Regions from separate parts of the Bicyclus anynana genome. Here region 2 is linked to region 1. The links are chromatin contacts, called in public Hi-C maps. All regions are on one chromosome and are shown on one strand. Each heading gives the region's core, a stretch centred on a gene start, on an enhancer-like site or on the middle of the called end of the contact. The rest is flanking DNA. Distances are from core to core; before and after follow the strand shown. Region 1 holds the start of LOC112051403 (ecdysone-induced protein 74EF). Region 2 overlaps LOC112051403 (ecdysone-induced protein 74EF).

Evidence for each region. A called contact is a pair of places that touch in the nucleus more often than the background predicts.
Region 2: a Hi-C map of whole larva shows a contact between it and region 1, with 2.2 times the contacts expected there. The contact joins the enhancer-like site here to the promoter of LOC112051403 in region 1. A contact is called at or near these places in 2 of 2 Hi-C or Micro-C datasets (whole body and whole larva).

Annotation. Positions count from the first base shown.
Region 1 is chr4:18,512,627-18,518,298 of ilBicAnyn1.1, forward strand. It overlaps LOC112051403 (ecdysone-induced protein 74EF), which reads left to right and starts at 2,801. Exons shown (of 10, transcript XM_052891429.1): 1 at 2,801-3,012.
Region 2 is chr4:18,596,085-18,601,756 of ilBicAnyn1.1, forward strand. The region is part of intron 2 of LOC112051403 (ecdysone-induced protein 74EF); the gene reads left to right. LOC112051405 (U7 snRNA-associated Sm-like protein LSm11) reads right to left here. Exons shown (of 4, transcript XM_024090031.2): 2 at 337-452. Among protein-coding and RNA genes, the nearest start is that of LOC112051405, 16 kb to the right of the region's middle. Within about 2 kb of position 2,942, at least 1 of the 8 cell types and tissues checked has open chromatin away from gene starts, as enhancers often do.

The sequences.
Region 1 (5,672 bases), core at 1,551-4,050:
TGCCCTCGCTACACCGTTGTAAAGTCTACTATACCCTGGCGTAGAAACAGCGCTATCTTTCCTGTCTCATTAAGCCGTGTTCAGGGGGGGGGGTCATTCATCCTCCATAATTTTGTTGTCTCTCCATTTGTACCTAATCTACCATCTCTATCTATAAGCTCACGCGTTTGACTCACAGTAGTCGGTGCCGCTGGGCTCGCTGCGGCTGTAGTTGGCTGTTCTCGCTACGCTATTGTAGAGTCTTCTGTACACTGGCGTAGAGTGCTTTCTGATACACAGTTTTATCGACATTGTCAACTTTAAACATAGCACGCTCGACGCTTATCACCAGAAGTCGGCATACGTAAAACGCGCTGGGCTGTCCTCGTTATGTAGAGTTTACTCCAGACGTGCGTAGAAAGCCTTTAGATATTAGCTAAAATTAAAAACTTAGTTAAAGGTAAGTGCTGCCTGTTTTTACATGAATTGACTCTGTTACTCGTATGTAATTTATTTAGTACATTACCAACATGTTTAATTGTTAAGTGATGAACACAGTTCTCCCCACTCAACTTTCAATTGTGAATGAAGAAGAACTTTTGGAGTAAATTTTATAGTGCCTCTTCTGTCGATACGGTATTTTTAATAAAATTAAATAGTAAGTAAGAAACTTAGTAGTTTCTCATTTACGAAGGGACGATCGGGGCTTTTTGAGTTCAGATTTTTTAAAAGTTACGCGTAAACTAAATAATTTATAGGACAAAAAGATATCTTACGTTCGTCTATTTACTGAAATAGAGATGGTTTCAAGATTTAACCTGTGAATTCATAATAAATAATTACTGTCAAGAATGTTACGTGTCTTTTTATAGTGCAAGCTCATAATTTCCTCTGAGCAGGTTTTTAAATGTAGCTTGAAGGTTGAGACTTATCGATGACTCCGCGTTTCACAGTGCGATGTACAGTCTCCATTACACATTATAATTGGTGCGAAATTCGCTTTTATTTATCTTTAATTGAACACGAGCACGACGCAGCGACTTGAAAGCAAAATGGATTTCACCGCTCAATACAATGTTGTGCAACACAGGTTCATTGTTTTCAAAATGTTGTCAAACTTTACCATTAAACATCCCATGAGTTAACCCATCAAACAATCGAACAATTAATTATTGCGTTAAATTTTATTTTGTTGCCACTGTCTCATTAGCCCACTGCCTATAGGTCTTAAAAATTTGGATTCTACTTCTTGGTCGTGCTATGAAATATTTCTTACTAGCGCACGCCCGCGACTTCGTCCGCGTGAAATTTAGTTTTTCACAAATCCCTCAGGAACCATGGATTTTTCAGGGAAAGTAATCCACAGTAATATGTGTTAATCCAGAGTAAAATTTATTTCCATTACAAATATCAGCCAAATCGGTTCAGTAGTTGCGGCGTTAAACAGTAACAAACATCCATACAAACTTTCGCGTTTGTAATATTAGTAGGATTTCAAGAAATTTTTAGCAATGTTGGGAAATCGTAAAACTCCTGATTCTAGTGGAAAACCTTATGCGGTCGATCCTGAATCATGATAGTTGGCATTAACGTTTAATAGTGACGATTGCTGGGCAGGGGCGTAGCTCCCGCCATATGAGCCGTATCAATGATACGGGGCCTCCGGACTACAGGGGCCCCTTACGCGTGAATGCTAAATTAGTAAAATGCAGGTAATCCACAATCTTTTCCCCTGGTTAAGCGTGAGCCTAAAAGTTGGAAACGTACGTTAAGTCACTGTCATACTTATATTAAACGAAAATTTTTGTTTCTTTTGTGGGAAATCTTTACCCTTCATTTGGGCCGCCCAACTAATTTTACAGGGCCCCTCCAAGGCAGGCTACGCCACTGTTGCTGGGTCAAATATTATCACCCTAAGTCTGCTAACAAGAATCAGAGTAGGTAACGTGTAAGTGGGTCTAATATCCATCTCTACTCCATTTTTAACCGACAAAAAAAAGGAGCATTTTTTTAATGTTTGTTACCATAACTTCGTCATTTCTTAACCAATTTTGAAAATTCTTTTTTTGTTTGAATATACTTCCAGATTGGTCCCATTTATTTTTCATATTTGCCCGTATTGTGGAGCTTTCGATCACTATTCTAGGACACACAAAAACAGAAAAATAAAATTAGTTTTTATTGCGAAGCTATTGAGGAGAGAGTACCTACAGAAAGTACAAAGGAAGTAGAATCACTACAAAATCTGACTTAACTTTGTCCTTGTAAAGAACAAATTGGTAACTAGTCATATGTAATTGAACGTAAAGCTCTTTCGGAAAAAGCTCGTTTGTAGTTGTTAGTTACTTCTAACAAGAAAATCATGTTTTCTTCACGACAATTTGCATCGCTTTTCACCTCTTTTTCCTAAAGGAAGATTTGGAGCTTAAACCCACCATGCTGCATCAACTGTTGGCGGGCTTAGGATGATATTGTTTGACTCCATACTGGTCACTAACGGACATTAGATATAGTTACCGGAAGAGAACCTGATAATTTATTAATCCGACTAAGGATTCAAACCTCAAACCTAGTACCAAGTCATCTGAAGCCGTTCAATGGATCATTGAGGTGCTTTACTTAAAGTTCATCTTCTTGATGCTTACTCTAAGTCAAAGCTCGCCACCGGTCAGGCCAAAGCCTCCGAGACCTTCGACCCCACACGCAGGCACAAGGACACAAAACGGCACTGATTCAGCTCCCAGTTGACCCGATTCATTAATTTCATGGTATGATAAGTTCCGAAGTTCGTTCAGGCTGGGCCGCCTGGGCGCCGCGCGCCGCCCGGTTCAGTGACTCGAGGACCGACGAGTCGAGTGGACGTGCGTTCGCTCGCCGCGAGTTTATGACAGTGACTTGAGTGCTGTGGACAAAAACGGATTATTTTTCTCCTGGATTCTGTTTTATGGTTATATATTTTTTTACAATTCTGTGCATGTGGACGGATTTTTTTTTTATATGTAACAATTGGATTGCATTTTCACATTGGATGTGGTGAGTGTTTTTGATTTTCTTTTTGCGATTCGGATTGTGGATTGCGTCGCGTTGCAGGTTATGTTTACAAGCTGAAACTGCGATACGCTGTTGATATACAGTACACCTACCTGTGCAAGTACGTATATATATATTAAGTATATAGTGTGAGTATATGATGTGAACTGTACTTATAATGCGATATATATTAAAAACATCGTAAATTTGAAATTAATTACATTTCTATATTTTAAATAATAATGGAAAAAATATAAGTGCTATTTCGGTATATTTCTTTATACGTGTATGATTTAATAACGCACAATTCTTAATTAGCAAATATATTTATAAAGGGTACTTACCTACATTATTAATATACGATTTTTTTAATAATATAGGTAAATGGATAAGGAAATTGTTACGATACTGCGATACGAACTTTTACTAGGTATAAATATATAAAATTACATACTATTTAAGTTAAGTTAAGTTAAGATTATATATATATCTATAGGTCACCCACTCTTAGATATAGTCGTTTTATGATTCAGCATTTTGCAGTGATCTTGTATTCTGATCCAGGATTTAAACTTTCAAGGTTAACATATTTTTTTTACATCATATTATACTTATATATCTACTAGTTATATTATATAATATTGAATAACTGTGTAGTAATATAATATACCTATAATATATAAATTACAAAATTAACATTGCAGTGACAATTAATTTAATTGCAAAAGGAAAGTGTTTCCTACAAATTAGGTTCTCAAAGCCTTCAAGTCCTTCATGTATTTAAGATAGGTGTAATTAGCTTAATAAATTAAACGCATTTAATTATATTTGATAAATAAATGTTTATTTTTATTTTCAAAATTAAAATTAAAATGGCTAAAAATTCTCATAATTTCTCGAAATTTTCATAATTATGTGGAGAAAAAAAGGATAAACTTACACACAACAACTTAACGTATACATTTACTTAGGTACTTGTATTTTTTTTAATTACAAGTACCTAAGTATATCATGTCTAAAAAATCAAAAGGCAATCAATTCAAATTAATTAATTTGAAATAGGCTTCGATAAAAACTAGTTAGAATAGTCAAATCTGTCTGACCACGGGCTTATATAAGATAGGTAGGTATTACTGCGAAGAGTCAACAAGAAAATATAAATGGACCAATTGATTGCAACTAATTTACCACTTTACAGTCTCTGTGCTTATGAAAGCAGAGCCGATTGCTGCCAAAATATTTGTTATTACAAAAAATAAATGACTCAAAATGGACTTAAATCAATTAGATAGAGATCATTTTGAGTTTAAGAGAGACTAACCAACCGCAATTAATTTTTTAAGATATTTTTCATAACTGTTCCTAATTTGTTAAGAGAATATAAAATTTCTTAAGTTCCTAGGTACATTTAAAAAAATGTCTTTTTTTGTGTTGGGCATGTTCCTCATCTTACATACTTTAACTTTGGCAATGTTCTGTTTTCGAGGTTTAGTCCCTTCAGGCTATATCTGTACTGACTTCGGAAAAAATTCCGTTATCATGTCTTCCTTCAAAATTATGTACTTTATTTATAAAAGTATATTTTCTCGTCGTTATCAACCCATATACGGCTCACTGCTGAGCTCGAGTCTCCTCTCAGAATGAGAGGGGTTAGGCCAATAGTCCACCACGCTGGCCCAATGCGGATTAGCAGACTTTACACACGCAGAGAATTAAGAAAATTTTTCTGATGTGTAGGTTTCCTCACGATGTTTTCCTTCACCGTTTGAGACACGTGATATTTAATTTCTTAAAATGCACACAACTGAAAAGTTGGAGGTGCATGCCCCTGACCGGATTCGAACCCACTCCCTCCGGAATCGGAGGCAGAGGTCATATCCACTGGGCTATCACGGCTCTCTATATTATATTTTAATATTATCTAACTATATGTTTTCTGTGCACTTATGTTGGTCGACCCCCTCCAGGTGGACTGTCAATATCAAGCGTATATTTTCTATATATTATATTTTAATATTATCTAACTATATGTTTTCTGTGCTCTTATGTTGGTCGACCCCCTCCAGGTGGACTGTCGACATCAAGCGAATCGCAGTTTCGCTGTATGCAGGCGGCTAAGGATCGTGATGTTTGGAAGTCCCTACAAAAGGTGTATGTGCCTACAAAATTAGCCGATGCATACGACTTTGAGTGAACGTTATTTTAAAATTTATAGGCACGAGTAGCTATTTTGATATAATATCAGCTACTATTACTATAATATTAGTAATTGTAAACCTCAATCAATATGCCATAAATAGGTTTTGTATTAGTAACGAAGACAGATGGACCTATAAGCACTCTTTTAAAAGACTCCGTAAGATCAGCATTGCAGCAGATACTCGTATAATTCCATAGTTTCGAAGAACCATATTTGATTACGCTTCGATTCACTTTCATATTTAAGGAAAATATATATTTTTGTGTGACAAATAAGCAGATAAAGTACGCATAATAAGTACTAGAAAGTTAGGAAAAACATAAGCTAGGAATGTGAGTAATTATTACATCGCTAGTGTTATTTAAAAATTACAAGGAACATCGGAAGAAAGTTCAAGTTTCCCAGCACCTAGTCTAGTTGTCTTTTCTAGAATATTTTTTCTCATATAATATAGAACTCAGAC
Region 2 (5,672 bases), core at 1,692-4,191, 84 kb after region 1:
GTTTTAAATTTACTTTTTTAAAATTCTGTAAAAGTTCGCCTTTGATTACAATCTCACCTGATGGTAAGTGATGATGCAATCGAAGATGGAAGCGGGCTAACTTGTTAGGAGGATGAAAATCCACACCCCTTTCGGTTTCTACACGACATCGTACCGGAACTCTATATCGCTTGGCTGTACATCTTTGTCGGTAGAGGTAGGTAACTAGCCTCCCGCCAGTCAATTATTGTGTTGCTCTTTATAAGATGTTACATCAATTCAAATCTAAAGTAGCAAATAGGTTACGGATGTTACGAAAATAAAATGTATAAAAAAAAAGTTATCTGCATCTCTCACCTTTATCCTTAGTCTCTGGTCAACGCATTCCTTTAAAGCACCAAGTGGCCCCGTCATGGCTTCTAATCTTGTCATAACATTCTTCGCTCTGAAAGGTCTTTTCACTGGCTCCAGACCTAAAGAACATTCAATATGTTTTGTTAAATTATAATTGTTGACTGCTACTCTTATAAATTTTAGTTATATATATATTATTTTAATAATAGGATTCTTGTGACAATATGTCTTGATAGGCACTACCACTCTTATAATGAAGCTCTTGTAAAATTAAAGACAATTATAGGCCTGCAGTGACTAAAAGGCAAAGCAAGTTCTTCGTAAATAACCTAGAGTCATCCGTTGTCCTTTACCTAAAATCAGGTAGATTATCTAATTATCCGAAGTTGTGAATGCCCGTCCAGTTCATCAATGATACGTCGTGATAAGAGAAAAAGACCTATTGTCGACCAATAACGGCGGAGGAGAAAGCGATATTTTCGATGCTTACTCCTAAGCCTACAGACTCAAAACATTTTTAAAATGAAAATAGATTAAAATAAATTACGCCTTACATATACGCCCTTAATTCAGAGAAGAACCTACTTAGTAATTTAAAGGGATCGTGAAATTGGCCAATTTGTAGTAAGTGCAACCTTTGGCTCGACTCGAAGTTCGAGCGGGTACTTATTAATTAAATTCAATCGGTATATGAAGGTAGTTTCACATAAGATCGTTGTATGGTAAACGGGTAGTTAAGGCAATTGATCGTTCACCTTTACCATAACGAACGTTAGAAAGTGGCGTGTGAGGTAATTGGTAGAAGAAATTGACTTTTCTTGGGACATGTTGAAGTTTCACGTTTGGGATCGCATGTATGATCCTAAACGTACATCGCATGTATGATCCAAAATCACCTAAAATTGCCAATGGATTCATCAAAGCCCGTCATCATGTCTACGAACATATAGAAAATGAAGCTTTATTCTTAGACGGTTAAGAGTATTGACCATTAATTCCCAAAGTAGTCCAGATGAACACCCAGGGTTCCACGGGAGACACGACTGGGGTCTGCGTTGGTGTGACAAAATAATGGGGGTTCACAATTCGTACCCACTAAGAAAGGGTCCACGAAAATTTATCTGGTTCCATACCGAATGGGGATTTCTAAATAAAAAAAAAGGGATTCCTTGTTAGTAGATATAATAAAAGTAACGTAGGATGGAATCACTTTTTTAATTAGTCAACTTTATATTTTCGACATCCTTTCACAATCAATAATTTACTAACGAATCAAATCTCACTCTTTTTTTTTCGAAAACTGTCAATTTCTGTACTTTTGAAAGTGAAATCGATGTAAACCTTTACCCCTATTTCACCCCCTTCTGATTTAATTTTCGTGATTATCCTATAACCTTCTACGTATCACGTCTCAAATCGTGCCAAATTTCAATTAAATTCATTCAGTAGTTTCAGTGTGATGTCGGGTCACGACAGGCAGACAGGCAAAAAAAATATTTTTTTCTTTAGTGTCGATTTTATATAATGCTCTCTAACAAAGAAATTTCAAAATATCTTCAATGTACAGAATTTGAAGTGTAGAATAAACACGATATGAGAGAGCGATACCTTTGGAATGAATGAACTAGAACTGTATGTTACTTGTATACGTATATTTATATAAGTATCTATGTCTATTCTTAGTATAGGTATAAAACTGACCTATGATAATGCAATATACGGCTACATACTAAGTGCCACGGGCAGTATCTAAGCGAGCGTGTTTTATGTTAGCTTCACTACCTACTGCAACATTGCATTCTAATACTTTGTTAGAAACTCGCACAGATTTATGCGTTTGCCATTATATAGAAAAATATAGTCAATTATTAATACCCATGTTATATTTTATCTGTTTGTTATTCATTACTAGCTACTATTTATAGGATGCTTGAATAATCACAGAATGTATGCATGTGTTTGTTTTCAAACCAGGAATCTATTCTATACTAATGAAATAAAGAAGTAAAAGTGAGTTTGTAAAGGGTAATCTCTGAATCCACTGAAACGATTTTAAAAATTCTTTTACCAATGGAAAGCCATGTTATTTGCGAGTGTTACCTTATTTTTTATAATCCGTATATTATAAAAAATAAGGTAATAAAGGCTTTATTACCTTATTTTTACCGGGAACTACGCGGGGCTCTAAAATTCTTAAAATTCTTATAATAACATTCTTCTATTATCCAACTTTTTATTAACTAATTATCGTATCTAAATCGTTGCATCCATTTAGGAATTACGCCACATACAACACTTGCACTCGTAAATACATAGTTAGTTGATAGTTATTATAAACTCGTAGGTTTATAAGAAATATCATGTTTTTTTAAATTAACCTTTTACATTATCTAAAACTAATCTCAAATTAACTAAATATTTAACTAAATTAACGACCAACAACAACAATATATAAACACATATATATATTTAAATCACTATCATGTTTAGAAGTCAAACGTCGCAAGTCAACACAGCCGTGATGTTGAACACATACATACAGACAGGCCTCATGTATCGCATTGTATATTTTATTAGTATTTTCACAGGTGCGTTCTGCATTACTCCGAAAGCGGAGAGCAATGACTTGCGCAAAATACGTCAACCTTTGCTCCATTAAGCAGCAATACAGATCAACAATCATACAGTAGGGTTAAGCGAATGACAAGATAACGGTTGGCTGCGATATTGTTTAATGTTAGTTTAAGATGCTACAGTCTAAGATGATATCGCGCTACTTTAGGTGGAGTATGGTTCATTTCATCTAAACACTTAATTACGTCTTCAGGTAGAAACTGATTTTATATTACAAATTTGCGACGTATACCTATTAGACGATCTTTATCATTATTTTAGCCACTTTAATTAATTGAGGTAAGGTTTTTTTATATAAAAGGAGGATTCGCCCCAAAAACGGTCATATGTACAGCTATAGCATTCAGTAAATCGAAAAAAAATCTTCATATCGTCAAATCAATGATATCATCACGATCCAAGTCGCTGTCCAACTGCGTGATTGACAAACCGTGTGCGTAGTTAAATATGTACAAAAGTGTTAAAAACAAAAGTGATTTAAAACACACGTTTGTGTTTGAAGTGTAGATTCAAAAATAAATTATGCGAAATCGAACAAACTGTTTGCTTTTCACGGCTTGTGGTGTCTTTAAAAAAAATTTATTTTTATTAACCCTCAATTTTTAGCCGATTTCGAATAAAAAGATTCGGCTTTGTAATCGGAAGGCTGATCAGATTTGTAAATTGTATTTTTAACAGCCTATTTTATAAGGAGACTAGCGGACGCCCGCGACTTCGTCCGCGTAAAAATTGATGTAAACTTCTCTACCTCTACCTTACCCTGCTCGTAAACCTACCCAACCCTACCCTACCTTACCCTACCCTACCCTACCCTACCCCTACCTTACTCCTACCCTACCGCTAACGCTAACCCTTCCCTCCCCCACCTTACCCTACCCTAACCCTACCCGTAACCTATCCATACCCTATCCTACCCTACTCCTAATCTACCCCTACCCCTACCTTACTCCTACCCTACCGCTAACCCTAACCCTTCCCTACACCTACCTTATCCCTACCCTAACCCTACCCTACCCGTACCCTACCCCTACCCTACCCTACCCCTATCCTACTCCTCCCCTACCCTATACGTTCCATATCCTTCCCCTACCTCTACCTTGCCCCTACCCTACACTACTCCTACCTTATCCGTACCCTACCCTACCCTACCCTACACTTTCCCTAAATTACCCCTACCCTACCTCTATCCTACCCCTTCCCTACCTCTATCCTATCCCTACCCTCAGCAAAATTGGTCCAGCCTTTTGTGCGTGGTGCAATGACCGAAATAAAATTTCCCAAGCGACTTCTATGCTAATACTATAAAGAGGTATAGTTTGTGTGGTTGTCGGGGGTAATCTCTGGATCTACTGGACCGATTTGGAAAATTCTTTTACCAATAGAAAGCTACATTATTTGCGAGTGTCATAGGCTATGTTTGCTCCTCATATTTATACGGGAACGGGAACCACGTAATTGAAACCGCGGGGCGTCATATAGCGGCATTTCTGCGACTTTCAGAAATTTTGTATTATCTCCGAAACTATATAACTAATTAACATACTGTAAAGGGCAAATCTTATCTCTATAATATCCTTGTGATTATTAAATAATTTATTTTGATAAGGATTTAAGTTTAGTTGTGTAAATAATGACGTAAACCTTAATTTAAAATTTAAATAATTTATTAAAGTACTAAAGGTACTATATCTGCTAAAATATAAAAGATAGATATATGGTGTCGCGGACTTTTTTGTAGAACTTTTAAAGGTTCAAAAAGCCTCCATACATTTATTTCAGTTATACGCAATGGTTGAGGCAGCGCATGCGAATAAGTAAGTTTTTCGGTTCGACCTGTAAGAGAAAACCCGCGATATCTCAGTAGTTATATATGATAGAAATATAAAATATAGCCTATAGCACTCCCCGATAACGTAGCATTCTACTGGTGAAAGAATTTTTAAAATCGGTCCAGTAGTTCAGAAGATTACCCAATTTCAAAAAATTGTTACAAACTTACAAACTTACAAACTTACAAACTTTACCTCTTTATAATATTAGTATAGAAAAAGCCTATAGACTATACCCTGGAGTGGGGCAGAATGAATAGGCTTCCGATGATTTGTTTTGATGATTAGATTTAATTTAGCTTTATATATTTTATCGTTTTCAATAACATAAGCCGTGGATATTCAAGATATGCCCTGTAACAGATCAAAGTTCAGTTTTAATGCCTGTATTAAACAAAACTGCTCGGGCTATAGCTTGACAACTCGCAAAGGTCCACGCGGGCCTGGGCTGCGTGTAGCGATGAATGAAAAAACCACGACTGATACACGTCACTTCCCCGCACGCACGATTTCACACCCGCGCAGTCCTTCCCCCTGTCGCCCGCATATCATGGGAGTGTCATCAACGAACTTGTCAGACTAACACATTTTGCATTAGCTTTAGGGTTTACACAGCACTAAAAATTTTTGAAAATTAAACCACTGACTGAGACTTGGAATCACGAGGTCCTGGGTTCGAATCCTGGGTCGGGCTGTAATACTGAGCTTTTTTATCTTCCTAGACATTTTCAGCTTGGAGCTGGAAGCTGGTGGTGTCACACTCCGTGCCTCAAAGAGCAAGTTAAGTCGTCGTTCCCGGTCACTATCAGATTAAGGAATTTAATTTATCAACTTAAAAGCGCCAACTCGCACTGTAGCAGCGTGGTGGGTCTAAGC